2 separate regions of the Gossypium hirsutum genome follow, and region 1 is linked to region 2. A link is a contact called in public Hi-C data. All regions are on one chromosome and are shown on one strand. The core of a region is the stretch at or near the end of the contact, and the rest is flanking DNA. Distances in the headings are between cores, read along the strand shown.

Region 1 (5,181 bases), core at 1,903-4,402, 650 kb after region 2:
AACATCCTATTTTTCATTTCTACCACAAATTTAGAAATTTATGCACTTTACTCCTTATTGAACAGAACCATTAATTGACTTTACAATTTAATCCTTTTTCAACTCTAAACTTAAAATCTATCAAATTAACACATAAAGCTTCAACTAGTCATCCATGGAAACATTCTCAATCTTTAACAGCACCAAAAAAATAAGTTATGAATTAGCTAGCTTAAGCTATCGAGATACAGGAAACATAAAAATTACAATAAAAATAACTAAATTGAACTAATCAAATTAAGCTTGAAACTTGAGAACCCTAAGGCCGTGGGTTCTTCCTTCGTCCTTTTATATTTCAGTGTTGAAAAAAAAAAAGAAAAGAACATTGGCTTTCTCTTCCATTAAGTGTTTTATTTTTATTTTATTAATTGTTATTATTTTATTAAAATTTTATAACATTTCTCTTATAAATATAAACCAAGCTACTGTCCACTAACCTATAAGTGGGTATAATGATCATTTTATTCCTTAATTCACTTCTAATTATTATAAATATATAGTAATATGACACTTTTACAATTTAGTCCCTATACCCTTATTAATCACTATTTTGACCAAATTACTTGTCTGAAATTCAATTCACTTCTAACGTAACTCCGTAAATATTTAATAACAATATTTGCGAGTCTGATTTGCATAAACGAGGTTCTAAAACTGCACTTTTTGACACCACTGACTTTCGGGTCGTTACAAGCTTGATAAACATGAAAGTCTTATTATCTTTTGGTGATTGAAGTACTACTTTTTAGAGATAAATATCATATTTATTCAAGGAAATTCTTCAAGGACTTATGTAACACCCCTAACCCGATCCAGTCGCCGAACCCGAACTACAGAATGCTACCACAATCACCAGAACAATCACACACAAATTATATCATTCAATTAGATTTAAAAATAAAAACATTAAACCATTACAATCACATGCACATTAGTATTTATGAATATAACTAGAACTAAATCGAGCTTTTAGATACAATAGAATAGATTCGAGCATGATTAAGGACCAAAATATATTTTTTTCAAAACTTTAGAAATAGGTATCAATACTTATTGAATTCGTTTTGGCGTTTTGCCAATTTGGAATTTTGAAAACAATACATATTTATTGATACCTTTAAAAGTGTCATTCTTTGACAAATAAGTATCAATACTCTTTATACGTAGGATACCGCGTCAATACTTAACGATCCGTCAAGAGTTTTGGCGGAAAAATGAACTCAAATAGCTTAATTAGGTACACTTTTTTTACGAGGAGCTTAATTGATTTTTTTAAAATTATTTTCGGAGGACTAATTTGACATTTTAACATTTTCAATACCTGATTGAAAAAGAAATTTTAGCTAATACACAAGGGTAAATACATAAATTTTAATAAAATATTGTAATATTCACATTTTAAATAATTCACGTACAATTACATATCAATATATTAAAATAGAAAAATATTATTTATTTTGATTTTGATTTTTCATTGATGTTAAGATTCAAAATTTATGCTATCTTTCATTGATATTTTGAATTTAAATTTATGATTTCATATTGGTACATTATGAAAATTATTTTAATTATATTTTAAAAAGTAATTGAATTGTATTACTACATTATAATTTAATAATATTACATGTGTAGCCCCTGAAATTAAACCTAGTATATATAAAAACAAGAATTCAATTTTTTAAACTTTTCATGTTTTTAACATTCTATTTTCTTTTTTAATTAATAAAAAAAGCTATAAATATGATAAATTAATAAACTATTAAACAAAAATCTAAAAATAAATATAAAATTCAAATTCAATCCCAACTTCAGTCGGACAAAATGCGAACCTTTTCATACTACAATATTTTCGTAGTAAAATCTGCTTACAGATTAGTGCATGCTAAAGAGGTTGAGACTGAGGGACTACATAGCTAAGAGAGAGACAAGTTGTGTATCAGAACGCCGAATAACCCTTTGGAGATTAATTTTACCTAGCAAGGTTTGTTTTTTAGCTAAAGATTGCTTCATGATCTGCCACCAATAAGTGTGCAATTTGAGGGGGTGCAAGGTACTGAAGATGATATTCACCCTTTTATGGACATGCGTTGCTTTCAATCAGCCCAGTTTCAGCTTAGTTAGAGGGCACCAATTTGATTAGATGTTTGATTAGAAGTGGTTACTATGATGGAAGCCTAGCAATACTCTTCAAGGCCCACTGGCTATTTGATTTATATGTTTGATATGTCAAAATCGAGAGCAATGCTTTATTGGTTATTGGAATATGTAATATCATAATAATAATGGTAGAGGTTTATTCTATTCAAAAGTCTATGCGGCTAAATCTCATTTATAAATTCTGTTTATTGTAAATATAAATTCAAATTTGAGTATAATTTTTTTCGTATCCTATATGAAATTAGACAAAATTTCATTTAGTTGTATCATTATTGAATTAATTTATGTCATTTGATAAATAATGAAAAAAGAGTAGGATTATTTTGAGAAATGGGAAATTTAAAATGTTTGGGGATGAAAATGGAAAAATGTTTATAATACTTAAGCCGAATCAGATGCAATTTGAAAGATTTTGTGCGCTCATGGATCGAGGCTTAACGGAAGAACTTTATAAGTTTCGAAAAATTGAATATCCAATGAAAGAAATTAAATTTCAATTTATTTGTAGAAACATATCAATTGGTGGAACTACCGATAAAAGAAAAGGATGTCGAACTTAGTTTAGTTATTTAAGCTTTTTTTTTTTTGTGTGTCCAATTAGGTACTTGAACTTAGCTTCATAATTCAAATTGGTTTAAATAAGTCATTCATTGTAAATATTAATTTGAAAAAAAAATTAAATTTAAGTACCAATTTAAACTAAAAAATTAAATTCAAATATTTAATTGACCCAAAAAAATTTAGTTACCAATTTAAAACTTAGGAGGAGGTTTAAGTTGGTGGTAGTCAATGGCTAATCAGTTATCTAATTATGGAATCATTGAGCAGTCTAATGGCAATACTGCCACGAAAAGATGGTAAAAACTCTTAGAAAGGAAATAATATTGGACTTGAAAAAAAGAAGTGATTTAGTGGGCTAGATCCCAGCCAATTGAAAACCTAATCCAAATAAGCAGCCCACACAATAGAAACGTTGATGATCTCTCAACCACCAATCCAGCAACAAGAAATTCCTCCCTCCACAAATTTCATCAAATAAAATTGGGGTCAAAATAAATCGACCATTTTTTGTTTCTTGGAAAGTTTTCAGTTTCCCACCCTCTGTATCCCTACAATGACCACCTTACCTTCACAAAACCTGCAATCGGTGCGACCTCTATATTTTTCTTCAATTAATTCTCTTAAATTTGGATCTCAAATTCCTTCATTAAAATTCCCCATTTCTTCTCCTATAAAACTAAAACCAGCCAAGCTTTTCACATGCAATAATGGCACCAACAACTCTGGGGTCGTGGGAAAAGCCTCTACCTCTGAATTCAGTGCAGATATAGGTGACGTCCTTGGGGATGTTACCATTTTCACTGCTGCTGATCAGCCTGTCTTTCTCAAAGACCTTAGGGACCAAAACCAAGTAAATTTTACTCCTTTCTTATTGCTAAAAACTTGCTCCGATCTTTGCCTTTTATTAATTTATTCTCTTTACCCCCAACAGGGAATTGCAGTTGTTGCACATCTACGCCATTTCGGATGCCCTTGTTGGTCCTCACTTGACTGGGCGTTTATTTATTTATTTATTTATTGTATGTGTAAATTTATATGATTCATTGCTAAACAAGTTATGTTCTTTGATTCATTATTAGCTGGGAACTTGGTTTAGAATTGAAAGAAGCAAAAGCAAGATTTGAATCAGCTGGAGTTAAACTGATTGCAATCGGCGTTGGTACACCTAACAAAGCACGTTTGCTTGCAGAACGGGTACCATTGATACCAAATTTATTATTATTATTATAATTATTGTTGTTAACAAATTTCATAAGTTGGCTCACTGAAATTGATTCAGCTACCATTTCCAATGGATTGCCTTTACGCTGATCCAAACCGAGAGGTAATATCAGTGTGTTAATGGATCCATATTTTCCCTTTAATTGGTTTTTTTAACATTCTCCTTTTCAGGCATATGATATTTTGGGCCTATATTATGGCTTTGGTCGTACATTTTTCAACCCAGCAAGTGTACATCTCTTTTCCATTCTCTGCAGTATTTTGTTCTCGATTTTTCAGATTTCAGTAATTTTGGACACAAACATCTATTACATTGATGGAGTGTAAAAATAAAACAAACACATGCTTGTCAATCATACACTGTCTAGGTCGTGCAGACTAAAGTGTTTTCAAGATTTGAGTCCCTGCAAGAAGCTGTAAAAAAACTACACAATTGAGGCCACCCCTGACGAAACAAGTAGTGTACTGCAACAGGTAAGCCTAATTTCATTTTAGCTTGTATAACCCTAAATTCACTGTTATAATATAAGTTTTCCTCTTTGATACTATCAAGGAGGGATGTTTGTGTTCAAAGGTAACAACTGTTAATATGCTCATAAAGATGAAGGAACCGGCGATCATGCACCTTTAGATCAAGTGTTTGATATATGTTGCAAAGTTCCGGCATGATGATAAAGTTAAAATGTATAGAATTTGAGATTTAGTCCCTGTATTTTAAAAGTTTAAAATTTAATCCTCCTACTCTTTTAATTTAAAATTCTTAATTCAATCATTACCATCGTTGGTAGTTTTTGTCTACTTATTATAGACTGATATAATAAATATATTAGATTGATTTGAAAATGTATAGGCATGATATTACAATTATATTGATAAATTCAATTTATTTATTGTTAAAATATTAATTATACAAAAAAAATAGTTAAGAAAGTGTATAAAAACTAATTTAAAAATATAATAGTGTATAAAGATCATTTCCCTATTCATACATACACATGGAGGAAATCAAAAGTATAAATAAGGGAATTAAAGGGTATATATAAAAATTTAAAGTAAATAAATTGTTAGGAAAAAAAACTTATAAAGTTTATTTTATTTAATTTTAGAAAATATATTTTAATGTAAAAATACTCTCTTTTTTTTAATATTAAGAACAATATTTCAAGGACCTTACATGTTATATTAAATTTTGAACAAGATGAT
Region 2 (4,978 bases), core at 278-2,777:
GATAATTTTTTTTTAAAAAAATACTGATATTTGAATTTTAGATTACTTTTTAAAAATTATTATATAAATAAAATTGAATTAAAAATTTTAAAATATTAGGTTTTAAATTTCGTAAATTAAATTTTATTATATAAATAATTGTGGTTAATATATTACTTAAAAACATATAAATCCAAAAAAAAAGCTGTCCAAAATTAATAGCCAATTAATCTAATTAATTCCAACCTCACCCATCGAGTTTGCAAACTACTCAAATATTTAATATTTTATTACACTTTAATGCAAACCTAAATCCATTATATTCATTTAATTAAATAATATTTTTGAGAAGCCGCTAGCCCTTACCACCCAAATTTCAAATCCTAATTATAGACCATATTGTATTTGGTGAATAATTATTAATATTTGCATATGAAAATCAAATTATGTTCTTAAAAAAAATCTGGAAAAACGAGGGAGCGTGAAATACTTATGATATTGTGCTGAACACTCACTGTACCATGGCACAGAAAAATAAACAAATACTAATTTCAAGTCATTATTAATAAAGATTACAGAAAACAAAGGAGGGAGTGTGGAGGGCAGGGCTTTCATGATCTACGTGGCAGGTGGTGATTGGTTAGATCTGGAAGTGGGGCAAAGGCAGTCAACGCAAAGACCGGAAAAGTGGAGCAGCACAGGCGTGCAGTCAAAGCAAAACTGTCACGGTCAAAATGCTTTGCTGGCACTTTACCTAAAATAAATAAACACATGAAATTATTTTTCTTTTTAAAAAAAAAATAGGGAGGTGGGAAGTTCCCCAGTGGCCCTCACAATTCTTTTAGGTGTAAATATCAACAGATTTTATATATTGTATTTCAATAAAATTTCTATAAATGAGTAGTTATAAACAATATAAGAATGACATTAAAGAACTGAAAATAGATGATTATTATTATTATTATTATTAATTTTGAAATTAGATTTTGTCCACATAACATATGTGGATGAAGTTTCTTAAGATTAAAAGAGATTCCTTTTAGCTAAAACAACAAACATTAAAATCAAAATCAAAATCTTGATTCCATTTTTTCAAAACCAAAATTCATTAGTTCAATTTATTAATGAAAACTAACTTTTTAGTAACATCACTGTTAAATTAAAAGTAATAGCGGGGAGATTACGGCAAAGAATTGATATGACTGCACGTGTGGTGTGCGGATCGGGTGGCTTAATTACCGGTAACTTGGTAATTTTCAACTTTCCCTTCTTCTTCTTCTTCTTCTTTTTTTTTTACTCTGGTAAAATATTAGGGAAAAAAAATGTCATTTCCTCGTTCAAAGAAAAAAAAAAGCAACGCATTTATATATTAAGATGATCTCATTAATAATTAATTTTTATTATTTTTCGTGAAGGTTTTTTTTAATAATTTTAAAATTATTTTATTTTTATCCAGCAAACAACTGCCCCAAAAGAAGAGCAGTAGGGAAGCCTTTGCAGGACATGGCTTTTCTCTGTTCTTCTCTTTCTCTCCATTTTGTGGTAAGGCCTGTTTTCACAATAACTTGATTCTCTTCACTAAATTCTTGTAACGTTTTCATTTTTTTCTTGTTTGGGTTTTTTCCCCCTATTTTTTCTGTACCATTAATGGTTGGGTTTAGAGGAAAAAGGTCTAATTGATTAGCTTTTGTACTACTCTTTTAACTGTTTATCTTTGACTGCTTTCTTTTACTAGTATCTTTCTTTTCTTTGCCTACTTATTTTTGCTGTTTTGGGGTGCTTGATGATGGGAAGCTTGTACAAGAAGTGAAAGATGGGAGCTTGATTATTGTGTGTTTATTACTGATATTATTGTTATTATGATGGACTTTTGACCCTAGAAAAAGAGATCAGGATAAAGCAAAATAGATGTGTGAGTTTGTAGAGAGAAAAAGAAGGTATTTTTCTTGCTTTATGATTTGTCAATGAGAGAGGAATTGATTGGAAATATACAAGTTCCATTCTTTTTTCATAATGTGGGTTGAAGGGTGCTTGTCAGTGCAGTGAATTTAGAGCTTGTTGTGGGTAGTGTAGAGGGGTTTTAAAGATAATCCTTCTTTTTTGGTACCTTGAGAATCTGTGTTGCTTTATCTTTTTTTTTTTTGGAAAAAGAAGGGCGGGTTTCAAAGATGCCTATGTTTCAACCCTCAAAGAGGGATGGGGTGGTTGTTGCTGCATTTGATGGTAGTGGTGATGGGCAAGTTCTGGATCTGGATACTGCTGTTAAAGATGGGGTTTTGGGTGGCGTTGGTGGTGGAGTCATTGGTGCTGCCGTTGGTGAGAAATTGGATCTGAAGAAAATGATTGAAGAGCTTGATTTACCTGAGATTCCTTCTGTGTTTATTTGTCCCATCTCTCTTGAGCCAATGCAAGACCCTGTAACTCTTTGCACTGGCCAAACATATGAGAGGTCCAACATTCTCAAATGGTTCAATTTGGGGCACTATACTTGCCCCACTACAATGCAAGAACTCTGGGATGATTCTGTTACCCCAAATAGAACCCTTTACCATTTGATTTACACTTGGTTTTCGCAGAAATATTTGCTTATGAAGAAGAGATCCGAGGATGTACAAGGAAGGGTAAGTGAGCTTCTTCAGACCTTGAAGAAGGCTAAAGGTCAGGCCAGGATTCAAGCCTTGAAGGAGCTTAAGCAAGTTGTGGCTGCACATGCAACAGCAATGAAGACAGTGGTCGATGAAGGTGGAGTTTCTCTAATTTCATCCTTGTTAGGTCCATTTACTTCCCATGCTGTTGGTTCAGAGGCGATCGCCATTCTTGTCAATTTGGAGCTTGATTCAGAGTCCAAAACCAATTTGATGCAGCCAACAAAGATTTCGTTGATGGTAGACATGCTGAATGAAGGGTCAGTGGAGACAAAGATCAATTGTACGCGATTGATAGAGAAGTTAATGGATGAGAAGGAATTTCGGGCTGAGAGCATCTCCAGCCATCGGCTATTGGTTGGTCTAATGCGCTTAGTGAAGGATAAGAGGCACACGAATGGAATCATGCCTGGTCTTAGCTTGCTCAGATCTATATGCTTACATAAACAAGTCATGGGTTTGATTGTGAGTATTGGCGCCGTTTCTCAATTGGTTGAATTGTTACCTGCTTTGGAACCTGATTGCCTGGAATCAGCCCTTTTCATATTGGACATGTTATCATCACTACCAGAAGGCAAAGCAGCATTGAAGGATTGTGGAAACACAATTCCGAATATGGTGAGGCTCTTGATGAGAATTTCAGAAAGCTGTACTCAATATGCATTGTCAATACTGTGGTCCGTATGTAAACTTGCCCCTGAGGAATGCTCCTCAGTTGCTGTAGAAGCCGGTTTGGCAGCAAAGCTGCTTCTCGTGATTCAGAGCGGTTGCAATCCTCTGTTGAAGCAAAAATCTTCGGAGCTCTTGAAGTTATGTAGCCTAAATTATACAGACACCATCTTTATTTCAAAGTGCAAGCTCACAAGGACAATCCTATGACAAGTTAAAGGGCCTGCCATGATTGGTTCTTGAAATCTTCCAAGAATGAACGATCATATACTTATGAGATAGGGGGTTTGAGGTATGAATTAGCTCTCCTGTATATATTTAAGCACTTCAATTCCTGCAATTTGATTCAACTTTACTTAAAGAACACTCATAATGTGGATAAGAAAAAAGAACACATTTCATGCTGCAATGGAATTATATGAAGTTCTCTTTTCCAATGCCTTAAAATAAAACCCCCAAAAGGATCATGTGGAATGGATTATTGTGGGTGGGGTACATTCTTGGGATGGAATTGTGCTATTTGTGCAAGACTTTGGAGCTTGCAATCACAATTGTAATAGACAAAGAATTGCTTTGCTCCTTGGTGTTGGGGGCCCTTATTTCTCCCAAGTTGTTCCTATGGTAGGGGCCTTCCTTGACCAATTTTCCTGTCTGGGTTTTAGTGGGAGTTTTGCATTTTCAGCTCCACTGTTGTAGAGAGATTGGAATGCCTCTGGACATCAATTGTCTATTCAATGTGTACAATGAAAGATAACCTTTTCTTTTCTTTCATGTTTTTATTTTTTCTTCTTATTTATTCTGCACTTTTCGTTTGTTGTTAGCCTCCATGAAGAATTAATAAAAGTAAAAGTTTTTACTGGTTAACAATTGTGTACATTTGATTTATTACAAAGGCTATGTGATATAGGATTGCGCGCGGACCAAGATCGAGTTGCCAAGTCACGAGAAACTCCTACGAAAACCCTAAACAATTAGATCTGAAACGAAACAGAAAATTAAAAGATTAGATTTTTGAATTTTCAGATCTGAAATAAAATCCCCAAATCAGCAAAGAATCAAATTGAGAATAGAAATAAGTGTTAGGGTTCTTGAAACCCTCAAGGAGATTGTGATTCTGCCCAATTGAACACTAAGATAGTTTTCCCCAAATTTCGACAATCTAATTTCACCCAAAAAGAGTATGGAAAAACCCTAGAAATTGGGGATTTTTGGGCTGATTCCTTAAGATAGAAAAAGGCTGAAAACACAATAAGAACAGAAAATAGATTAGATAATGATTCAGCACAAGTAGAAATAAAGAAAGAATTGACAGTAAGAAATTAAAAGATAAGTCCTAAGAAGCCTTGAAATCTCGAAAGATCTCACAACTCCCTTCAAACGGCTCTAATCTCCCCTCCAAAGAATATCAATGGCAAGAAGAAGGTTGAAGATGGCTCCCACAATCAAAAAGATTGTTAAAACAACTTCTAAAGAAAACTCAAGAGAAAATCCTTGAAGAACTCAAAGAGAATTTTCACTCAAATCAAATCTGAAATTTTCAATGTAATTGTAATGTAATGTAGGGTAACTGGCCAAGCCATATAAATAGGCCTTTCAAATGTTTTCCTAATTTAATTAGAACACTAAAACTAAAACTAAAAAAAAAAACTCCTAATTATTTTAATATGGAAATTCGGCCAAGGGTC

Evidence for each region. A called contact is a pair of places that touch in the nucleus more often than the background predicts.
Region 1: a Hi-C map of leaf shows a contact between it and region 2, with 2.1 times the contacts expected there. The contact joins the enhancer-like site here to the promoter of LOC107933518 in region 2. A contact is called at or near these places in 2 of 34 Hi-C or Micro-C datasets (both in leaf).

The regions. Positions count from the first base shown.
Region 1 is chrA12:44,395,064-44,400,244 of Gossypium_hirsutum_v2.1, forward strand. It overlaps the pseudogene LOC107924374. Among protein-coding and RNA genes, the nearest start is that of LOC121211384, 33 kb to the right of the region's middle. Within about 2 kb of position 3,153, at least 8 of the 9 cell types and tissues checked have an H3K27ac peak or open chromatin away from gene starts, as enhancers often do. A contact at or near this core is called in leaf, where this site is marked.
Region 2 is chrA12:43,750,621-43,755,598 of Gossypium_hirsutum_v2.1, forward strand. LOC107933518 (U-box domain-containing protein 30) reads left to right here and starts at 1,528. Exons shown (of 1, transcript XM_016865754.2): 1 at 1,528-4,059. The coding sequence starts at 2,148. The coding sequence ends at 3,503.